2 separate regions of the Mus musculus genome follow, and region 2 is linked to region 1. A link is a contact called in public Hi-C data. All regions are on one chromosome and are shown on one strand. The core of a region is the stretch at or near the end of the contact, and the rest is flanking DNA. Distances in the headings are between cores, read along the strand shown.

The links. A called contact is a pair of places that touch in the nucleus more often than the background predicts.
Region 2: a Hi-C map of bone marrow-derived macrophages shows a contact between it and region 1, with 72 read pairs. The contact joins two enhancer-like sites. A contact is called at or near these places in 2 of 15 datasets of contacts at CTCF or cohesin (CD8 T cells and the NIH/3T3 cell line), 15 of 484 Hi-C or Micro-C datasets (alveolar type 2 cells, bone marrow-derived macrophages, colorectal tumor organoids and 10 more), 21 of 115 datasets of contacts at active chromatin or transcription factors (bone marrow-derived macrophages, craniofacial prominence, embryonic basal ganglia and 14 more) and 2 of 9 other capture datasets (adipose tissue and liver).

Annotation. Positions count from the first base shown.
Region 1 is chr9:40,648,957-40,653,848 of GRCm38.p6, forward strand. No RefSeq gene overlaps it. Among named protein-coding and RNA genes, the nearest start is that of Gm39319, 15 kb to the right of the region's middle. Within about 2 kb of position 2,810, at least 25 of the 459 cell types and tissues checked have an H3K27ac peak or open chromatin away from gene starts, as enhancers often do. A contact at or near this core is called in adipose tissue, bone marrow-derived macrophages and microglia, where this site is marked.
Region 2 is chr9:40,740,830-40,745,721 of GRCm38.p6, forward strand. The region is part of intron 1 of Clmp (CXADR-like membrane protein); the gene reads left to right. Among named protein-coding and RNA genes, the nearest start is that of Clmp, 57 kb to the left of the region's middle. Within about 2 kb of position 3,037, at least 115 of the 459 cell types and tissues checked have an H3K27ac peak or open chromatin away from gene starts, as enhancers often do. A contact at or near this core is called in adipose tissue, bone marrow-derived macrophages and microglia, where this site is marked.

The DNA of each region.
Region 1 (4,892 bases), core at 1,560-4,059:
CCCGGCCGATGCATTCCTCTCAAGCTCTATCACAATTGCCCTTCCCAATTTCACTCATCAAGTTCTTTGGTTTAAAGAAAAAAATGTGGGTTTAATTGTTTCCCTTAGAGACAGTGTGCTCTTCTCTTTGTTATTCATATGTGTTTGTTAGAGACCAAATATGTTAAGAAAGACTTGAATCATAAATTTGACAGAGGTCCTTGATCCTAATATGTTTGGCAAATGAGCAAGTTGAATTATAGTTTGACCTCACACTACACACAGCTCTGCTGTTTGTATAAGATGTGAGCATTCATTCATTCATTCATTCATTCATTCATTCATTCATTAAATTATTACTGCATACAAAGTCATCTATCTGTTACCAACTGGGAACATGAAAAGGGAACATGTTAACTTAACCTTCAAAAGCAGATGTTTTGGACTAGGGATTTGAACTCAGTGGCACAGTGCTTGCCTGGCATGCTTGATGTCCCAGGTTAGACCTCAGTGTCACATGTGCACGCAAAATGTTATGTCTGTAAGACAAGTGAGAAACACTCAACTAGAGAGAAAAAGTGTCCTTTGACCAGTCCCGTCCAGTCCGATAGGGAAGCTTTCACAGAGTGAAGGACATTGCACAAGGCCATAAGGATCAGGAATCTTTAGAAACTTGGCAAAGCAGGAAACAGAAGGACATTCCAGATGGAGCAAAGAATCTAAGCAAAAGCAGAAAGTAGGAGAGCCTGGGGCATGTACTTGGAACAGAGTAAGGTTCATTTTGCTGGGACACAAAGTCAGGGATGAAGAAAGAAGGGAGAGGGATGTTTGTGCAGTCTGGAAGATGAAGCAGTTCCAAAGTGATCCAGGACAGAGACATCAAACTACTGAATTCCCCTAATTTACATATTCATCAATGTCACCTAAGCCAGCCAATGATTCCTAGGTCACGGTCCCATGGCATGCTGCTGTACATTTCCTGTGGATCACCTTCCAACAGACACTTTTTTAAATTTAGCAAACATTTTAATACTGGAAATGTCTTTCATATTAAATTGGGAAGTTTTTTCTTTTCTTTCTTTCTTTCTTTCTTTCTTTTTTTTCAGTTTTGCAGTTTTTCAGCCTGGTGTATGCAAGGGTTTCCTAATTAATGCCTTGTTGGGAGTTTCCCACAGCATCTTGGCGGAAGACTGCTCTCTGCAGTCTCCTACCCACCACCGAGTCTTTCTCTGCAGTCACCTCATTACACAGTGGAAACTAGCCCCACACAAGTCAGCATCGCGCTGCACAGCCAAGGTCTGCAGCAACTTGGCCCCAGTGTTGCAATTGGAGACAATGTTCCAGGTGTGGAAAGAGAAAAGATATATTTGGATAGGGAAGCATTTGTCCCCACTGACAGCATCGCTCCAGTGCCTGGTCCTGTCATCAGACGACAGAAACATTCTTTCTGAGCTACAGTGAATTCTGAGCCTCGGGGTTTTCCTCTGTCTATGCTCATGGTGGTGGTGGGTATGTCTCGGGCAAAGGAGGCTGATATCACTTACCTTTCAAGAATAATAAACCTTAGGTATAAGTGGTTTACACTTAATGAATGATAATAACTTATTTTGAAAATTTTAATATATGTAACTTAGAATATATTTTACTATGTGTATATATTTACACGTGTAGACACCTATGCCCAGCCCAATAGATTAAAAGTGTGTGTGTGCTTGACAATGTCCTAATGCACAATTCCTAAGGAGACCAATGCCATGAGATAGACAAGATGCTCTCCCTAAGCCACACAGCAAACTGAAAGGATCCATTCCCTTCCCTTATCCCTGACTCTTTTCAACATAGAACAACACAGAACATATCCAAGTTCTCTGCAAAGCTATGTGGAGACTCATAGATGAAATCAGGAGATAGTGGGTAGGGTTCTGTGACAGAGATGGTAGGGATGAAGCAGTCAACTCTCTTTTGAGAACCATTTTGTCACCTAAGTCTGTCTAGGGCTTCTGTCCTTTCTCCAGGTGTGCCCCAGACACACCCGCCACCTCTGTGATGGCCTTTCAGGTGCATTTCTCCCCTCCCTTCTGGACTTCTTCGAATATTTTAAAAACCTTCAAAGTTGGGATTCTTTATTTGCATTCAAGATTTTAAGTAAAGTCTCTGAGGAGGCTTCCTCAAGACCAAGGTGTGTATCTTTTAATTCTTTGTCTCTCCATCACCCAGGGTTTTGTGAGCTCCTGTGACATATTCATAGTGAATAGACAGACTTTCAGAGTCAGGTCTAAGGATCGAGTCCAGCTATCCAGTCACACTGGGCTTAGCTGTAGTCAGATCTGGCGATGAGGGGTGGAGGAGAGAAGGTGACATGGGTCCTTAGTGGGTCAGGAGTAAATAGGTCATACCATACCCAGTCTAAGAGAACAGCCCCTAACCTCCACGGAGCTGCAAGTGTGTCCACAAGGTCCCTATCCTTGGGCTAGCAATTCTGCTGAGCAGACAGCTGCTCCAGCTGGCTTCCTTCCTCCTTTCTTCACATGCTAAGATTTGGGTCAAGAAGAGTAAAAACAGTAAGGCACGGCTTGGATGCCTCAGAGTAGGCAAATAAATCCAGTAGAAGAAAAATAAAAGAAAAACAAAAAGGGAGAACCAAGCCAGAAATCTTTGGTTAGAAGACTAGGTTTGGTAAGAGTAGCAACCAAGACCTCTATGGGATGACCTTGTCCGAGAATCCTGTGACCCAGGAAGCTGTAAGCAGCCTGACTGAAGTATTAAGCAATTAGATTATCAGACTAGGGAAATGTTGGGTCCCAAAGAAATGGGAATTCCCCTACAAATACCATGCTGGCAGAAGGGAAGGACCCCAAACAGAAGGAGAAGTTGTCTTCTGGAAAGTGTTCATACAGTTGTAATAACTAATTTGACCACCTCACAAGATGAGACTGAAGCCCAGACTACGATGAGCCAGTGGGGGCCACGATCACGCCTTGGCAGGGATGGCTTGGATGTGCACAGTCTTGGCTTCAGGATTTAGGAGTTCACTGGATCTCTGTTTCTCTTCCCAATCTGGTCGCATTAAATAAATTGCCTTTTAGACCCGGGCGTGGTGGTGCACGCCTTTAATCCCAGCACGTGGGAGGCAGAGGCAGGCGGATTTCTGAGCTCGAGGCCAACCTGGTCTACAGAGTGAGTTCCAGGATAGCCAGGGCTACACAGAGAAACCCTGTCTCGAAAAACCAATAAATAAATAAATAAATAAATAAATAAATAAATAAATAAATAAATAAATAAATTGCCTTTTCCTGCTTTCCACTTTTGTTTGTTTGGTTGGTTGGTTGGTTTGGTTTGGTTTGGTTTGGTTTGGTTTGGTTTGGTTTGGTTTAGAGACCGGATTTCTCTATAGTCCTGTCTGTTGTGGATCTCGCTCTGTAGACCAAGCTGGCCTCGAACTCAGAGGTCTGCCTGTCTCTGCCTCCCAAGTGCCGGGATTAAAGGCATGGCCACCACTACTCAGCTTCTGCTTCCCACTTTTAATTTGGCTTGTTGAAATTGCCTCAACAATAATGAGGTTGTGTGGGGAATTGCAGGCTGGTCTCCAGTCGAGCTGAGGTCTGAACCCCGATGGTCATAATTCACCTTCATGACACGGTAGGCGTTCCCTCATGCTCCTGGAACTCTGGCCCCTGCCTAAGGTACCACCTCTCACAGCCCCCACAAGAGAAGCATGGTCAGTAGTCACATAAGCAATGGCCCAAGCTTCTGACCTTCAGGCTACATGCCTCCCCAGTTACCAAGCAACAGTGAAGACCATAAAAGGGGTGCTCAGCCCCCACCTTGCTCTCTTATTCTCACTCCTTTGTCCTCTCACCTCTGCTTCTTCAAGTTCCACTGCCCACTCTGATCAGTGTTGGGAACTTCTGCCCCTATTCCCTCTCTCCTGCAACCCTGGGGCTTTAGCAAGGTACCTGGGGTTGGGGGGGAGGGGTGTCCCTGGTCGGGACTGCCCCTTTCTCCACCCCCTGCCACGTGGGCCAGGCATGCTCACGGGGCCAAGTGGAAAAGCGCCTGCAGTCTCCCCGCCTGCCCAGAGCACAGGAACTCTGGCCGGACGTGGCATATTTCTCCTTCCCTTTCTCCCCCAGCGTCCCCCCCCTCCCCCGCCTGCCCTTTATTTTGTTCCCAACAAGGTTGGGTGTCTGGACTTGACTTGGGCCACAATGGCCATCAAGTTTGATAACAAAACCAAGAGGATGTAACGAGGTAGTAGCTGAAGCAAGCCAAGTCATCGACTTAAGAAATGTGTGCCTGATCTTTTGAACTTGAAGGTCAGAACAGGTGACAGAGACCTTTCCACTGAACTTTACCCCTGATATCACCACGTGCACTTCATGTCTGAAGCAGTTTTGAGGAAAGGCAAGACAGTGGAATCCCGCTTGCATGTCGTCAGACTGATACTCAGCAGGGAAGTAGACAGAGCAGAAACACTTTCCAAAAGCCCACCTCCCTTCTGGGTGAGAAAGAGTCAGAGGCCCAAATTAAAGTGTTACCTTGTTTGCGAAGAAGTGTGGAGAAGTGCTGGGCCCTCTCCTAGCAATCGCAGTGAGCGGATGTATTTTCGTTTTGAGGTGTTAAACATCGCCAGAGAGAAACCGTTCTGTGGACATTCAGGTCAAATGCTACTATTTCGTTTTAACTCTTTAAAATTCTAGCCTAACAAAGACTCGTTCCATTTCCAGAACCACATAAAACCGGGTGTTACAGAAATGGAGCCAGGAGCTGAGAAGCCCAAGGCCAATTTGTGGCCAGTCTGGCCTATAAGAGTTTGTGAATGAGTAAGTGAGTGAGTGAGTGAGTGAGTGAATGAATGAATGAATGAATGAACGGTGAATGAGTGGATGGATGGATGGATGGATCAGGATTTT
Region 2 (4,892 bases), core at 1,787-4,286, 92 kb after region 1:
GCTGAGAATTGAACTTAGGCCCTCTGCAGAAATACTCTTAAGCACTCTTAACCACTGAGCCATTTCCCCAGCCCCAAGGATGCATTACTTTAAAAAATACACATGAATTATATATATGTGCGTGTATATATGTATATGTACGTATGTACATGTATGTCTAAGTTCACATGTGGCAATCAGGGTTGGTTCTATCTAGTCATGTAGGTTAAACTTTGGTCTTCAGGCTCGGCAGCACATGCCTTTATCCACTGAGCCATTTGCTTACCCATCCCTCCATTTTATATTTTAAGATTTTATTTATTATCATATGTAAGTACACTGTAATTGTCTTTAGACACACCAGAAGAGTGCGTCATATCTCACTATGGATCGTTGTGAGCCACCATGTGGTTGCTGGGATTTGAACTCAGGACCTTCAGAAGAGCAGTCAGTGCTTTTACCCACTGAGCCATCTCATCAGCCCCTCATTTTATATTTTTTAAATACAAGAAATTGAAGCCGGGAGTGGTGGCGCACACCTTTAATCCCAGCACTTGGGAGGCAGAGGCAGGCGGATTTCTGAGTTTGAGGCCAACCTGGTCTACAGAGTGAGTTCCAGGACAGCCAAAGCTACACAGAGAAACCCTGTCTTGAAAAACCAAAATAAATAAATAAATAAATAAATAAATAAATAAATAAATAAATAAATAAAATTTGAGCTGGTTGTGGTGGCACACACCTTTAATACCAGCAGAGGCAGAGGCAGGTAGATCTTTTGAGTTCAAGGTTAGCCTGGTTTACTGAGCAAAATCTCAGGATAGGAGAGCCAGGGCTCCATAGATAAACTCTGACTAGGAAAGAGAGAGAGGGGAGGGGAGGAGAGGAGGGAGGGAGGGAGGGAGGGAGGGAGGGAGGGAGGGAGGGAGGGAGGGAGGGAGGGAGGGAGGGAGGGGAAAAAGGAAAAGAAAGGAGAACTTGGTTTTACTTACTGACATTCAGAAAATGACACTCCAGGTGACTCTTTATTACACTATTAACTTAATCACTTAATCACTGGTCATGATGAAGAGACACCATGACCAAGGCAACTCTAATAAAAGAAGGAATGTAATTGTGGGTTTGCTTACAGTTTTAGAGGGTTGGTCCACTGTCATCACAGAGTGTCCTGGCAGTGCTAGAGCAGGAGCCAAGAGCTGCATCCAGGCAGAGGGAGAGATACTGGGCCTGACTGGGGCTTCTGAAGCCTCCACACCCACACTGGGGTGGGGGGATGTGTGTCAAGCATTCATAATATGAGGCTATGGAGGCCGTTGTCATTCCAACCACCACACACAGATTATATAACCATTCTGTAAGTCTAAGCATTCCTATCAGACTCCTCATGACTTTGCCTTTCTTTGTTTGTTGTTTCTTGGGACAGGGCCTCGCCATGTAGCTCAGGCTGACCCAGGATCTTTTCACATGTGCCAGTGCCAGCTTTAAGTGTCCCTTTGGAGAAGGACACGTGAGAAGATTATCCATTTTGGTTTTCTTGTGACTACTTGTATTCCCTTTAAGACGTTTACTGGCACCTGGCATTTGTCCAATAGATGCTTATCAAATGAATAGGAGATAGAAGGACATGACCAGATATCTAAGAAATGATTGAGAGTACATAGGTGTGGTGATATATACTGGCATTCTAAGTACTTGGGTTTAAGTAGCAGGAAGATTAGGAGTTCAAGACCAGCCTCGGGTAGATTAGTCCTTGTCTCAACACACACACACACACACACACACACACATACACACTCCACACCACACCACACCACACCACACCACACCACACCACACCACACACACACACACACACACCACACCACACCACATACACGGTGGGGTGGGTGGGGAGAGGGAGAACACAAAACAAGGGATTAGGGACCATGGCTTAGTTGGCCTATTACAGAGCCACAACTCAGGGGCTTAGAGATTTGGCCCCTCTAGGATCAGCAGACAGGCCCATTTGCTGGGTGAAATCCATTCCCGTCTCCTTTGATCTCACCTGTGACTCTACATCCCACCTGGAGTGATAAGAAGGGTTACAGCCCAAGAGAGCAGAAATAGATGTCTACCTGTGTCTGCCACAATCTCAAGGAATGGTACACCAGTCAGCTGGAAAATTGTAGGAAAAAAACAGATGCTTCCTGTTAAACCAAAAATAGCAGAGAGAGAGAGAGAGAGAGAGAGAGAGAGCAGAAACTCTGGCTGTTCTACCCTTATGTCCCCTTCGAATAGCTCACTCTTTCCCCCTTGCTCCTTTTTTCCCTTGTAATACAACCTTGATCAGTTTACTCCAACCAAAGACCCCACCTCAATCCTGCCTCTGTGACTTTGCAGTTGCCCTTCATCCCGTCTTCTGAAATGCCATGGTCCTTTGCAGGCCGGTCTTGCTTCCTCCCCTGACTTCACCATTCATTCATTACCATCTCCTGCAGGCTCCCATGGCCTTCAAAGTGATGCCACTTTTTATCAGTCTAACAAGCTTTTACAACTCTATTGGATGCTTCGTGAGGACAGGGAGAAGGGATCATGAGTCAATCCTGCTCGTGTCTTAGCCTGGAAAACACTGTATGGTCCAGTTGCTCATTCACTGGCTGTGACATTTGTCTGAGTGTGCCTGAATCCCCTGGCAGACCTTACCACCAATTTCTCACCCACAGGAATATCAGATTCCTCCCAGAGTTCTGCAGAGTTCATGGCCTCACAAAGGTCACAGCTGGAGACAAATGTGATATGCCCAGAAAAGCTGATTGCAAGACTGAAAACCATAGTGGTTTCTAAAGACCACAGAGAAAGGAAAAAAAAGAAAAGAAGAAGAAGGACTTAAACAAATATTTTTCCTAAGCAGACCTCAGTCTCTAGAAGGGTTTTCAAACTGCAGACACAGCAAAAGAAATGAGAGCTGAGAAAGCGAGAAAGCGCTGTGCTGGGCAGAACAGGGCTTCATTTACACTGTGGTGATGGCTGATCCGGGGGATTTCTGTGCTTCCGTAGCCTCTGAAAACCTCCGTTCCTTTTCCCCAGTCAGAACCAAAAAGACCCTAAGCTCAGAGAACCTGCTAAACTGAAAGAAGTGAAGAGGAAGTGAGAGCCTCCGAGGGACAAATAGAAAGAGAAAGGGGGGATTTTCTCTTGTGGTGTCTTAGGTAAAAAACGATAGTGCATTGGTGAGGCCAGGAGTCAGACCCCGGCATGGGGTCAGGAGATAGCAACGCTAGGCTCAATAGTGCTAGCTCTGGCTGTTTAGGACCACTTGAATCCAGGAGTTCAAGGGTAGCTGGGTGTCATAGTGAGACCTTGTCTTATAATTAAATAAATGTTGGGGGCTGAGGCAGGAGGATGGTCAGTTTGAGGCCATCATGAGCTATATAGCAAGACCCAATATTGGAAAAACAGACTACTGACTGACTGACTGACAGTCTGTGGAGAAGCAGAGCCTAATGGGAAAGGGAGCTCACTCTGCTCTCATGCTGAGCAGAGGATGTTGCAAGAGCAAAGGTTCCCAGCCTTTGTCAACAAAGTGTCAACAACCAGGATCCAACGGAAGCTGCTGAGCACAAGGAGCGGCTGTCCTCTTCTCCAAGGACTGTCCCCTGTGGTGCAGAGCTGGGCATCAGGACAGCAAGCACCCTGGCAGTGGAGGGACTGAACTCAGCAAAGATGACTGTCAATACAGGAAGTGGGAGGATAGAGAGTCACAGGCAGAGCCAAGTCGTAGATGTTCTCAAAATTGAAACAGAGGAGATGCCTACCTGCCCTCCCTTCCAAATCACTTCCTGTAAGTAGCAGTGGATTGGACAGAAGTACTTTCCTATTTCTTCTCCCAGCTCCCATTAAGGTGAGAACAAAAGAGCAGAGTAGACAAGAGTCCCCAAGGACAAGAGAATAGGGAAGGAAATAAAAGCAGAGGAGAAATGTCAGCAAGTGTTAGCAATGAGAGCGTGCAGGAGAGAGACAACTGATGTGTGAGCTCATGGATAAAGACTTACAGGGAGCAAGCCAGTCCATCAAAGGACAGGAGTCTACCTGAGTACAGCAGACAGTGGAGCTGAGGCCTGGGCTCACAGCTGGGGCTAGGGGACCTGCTTTTAAAGGATAGTACACAGAGTGTGGTACTACATGTCCATAATCCCAGGGTTTGGGAGATAATGATAGAAGGATCGGAAGTCTAAAGCCAGCCTGGGTCACATGAGACCTTGCTTCTAAAAGGGGAGGGGAGGGGTAGTGTCTTAGTTAGGGTTTTACTGCTGTGAAAAGACATCATGACCAAGGCAAATCTTATAAGGACAACATTTAATTGGGACTGGCTTACAGGTTCAGAAGTTCAGTCCATTATCATCAAGGTAGGAACATGGCAGCATCCAGGCAGAGTCTTAAAGCCCACACCCACAGTGGCACACCTATTCCAACAAGGTCACACCTACTGCGACAAGGCCACACCTTCTAATAATGCCATTCCCTGGGCCAAGCATATTCAAACCATGGCAGGTAGTTAGATATCTAAGTTTCTGTTTCTACACTTCCATGTAGATGTCCCAAATCCTCTGTTATCCCAGTGGGGAAGTTTAGGAACTTAGACTCAGTGGCATCAGGTACAAGACAAAGCAAGCCAACCTGGAAGCAAAGCCAGAGTCTGTAGCTCTTTTCTCTGGGGTTGCTCTATGTAGTCATGGTTCAGACATTCCTCACCCACCTCCTGCCAACAGACAGCTGACCTCTGGGCAATGCTGGGTAGAGAGTCACAAACCAGTAATCTCAGCACTTGAGAGCAGAAGCAGGAGGACAGGGAGTTCAAGGCCAACCTCAGCCATCTAACCAATTCAAGTCTAGCCTATGCTTCATGAGACACTGGGTTACAGACAGCACCACTTAGA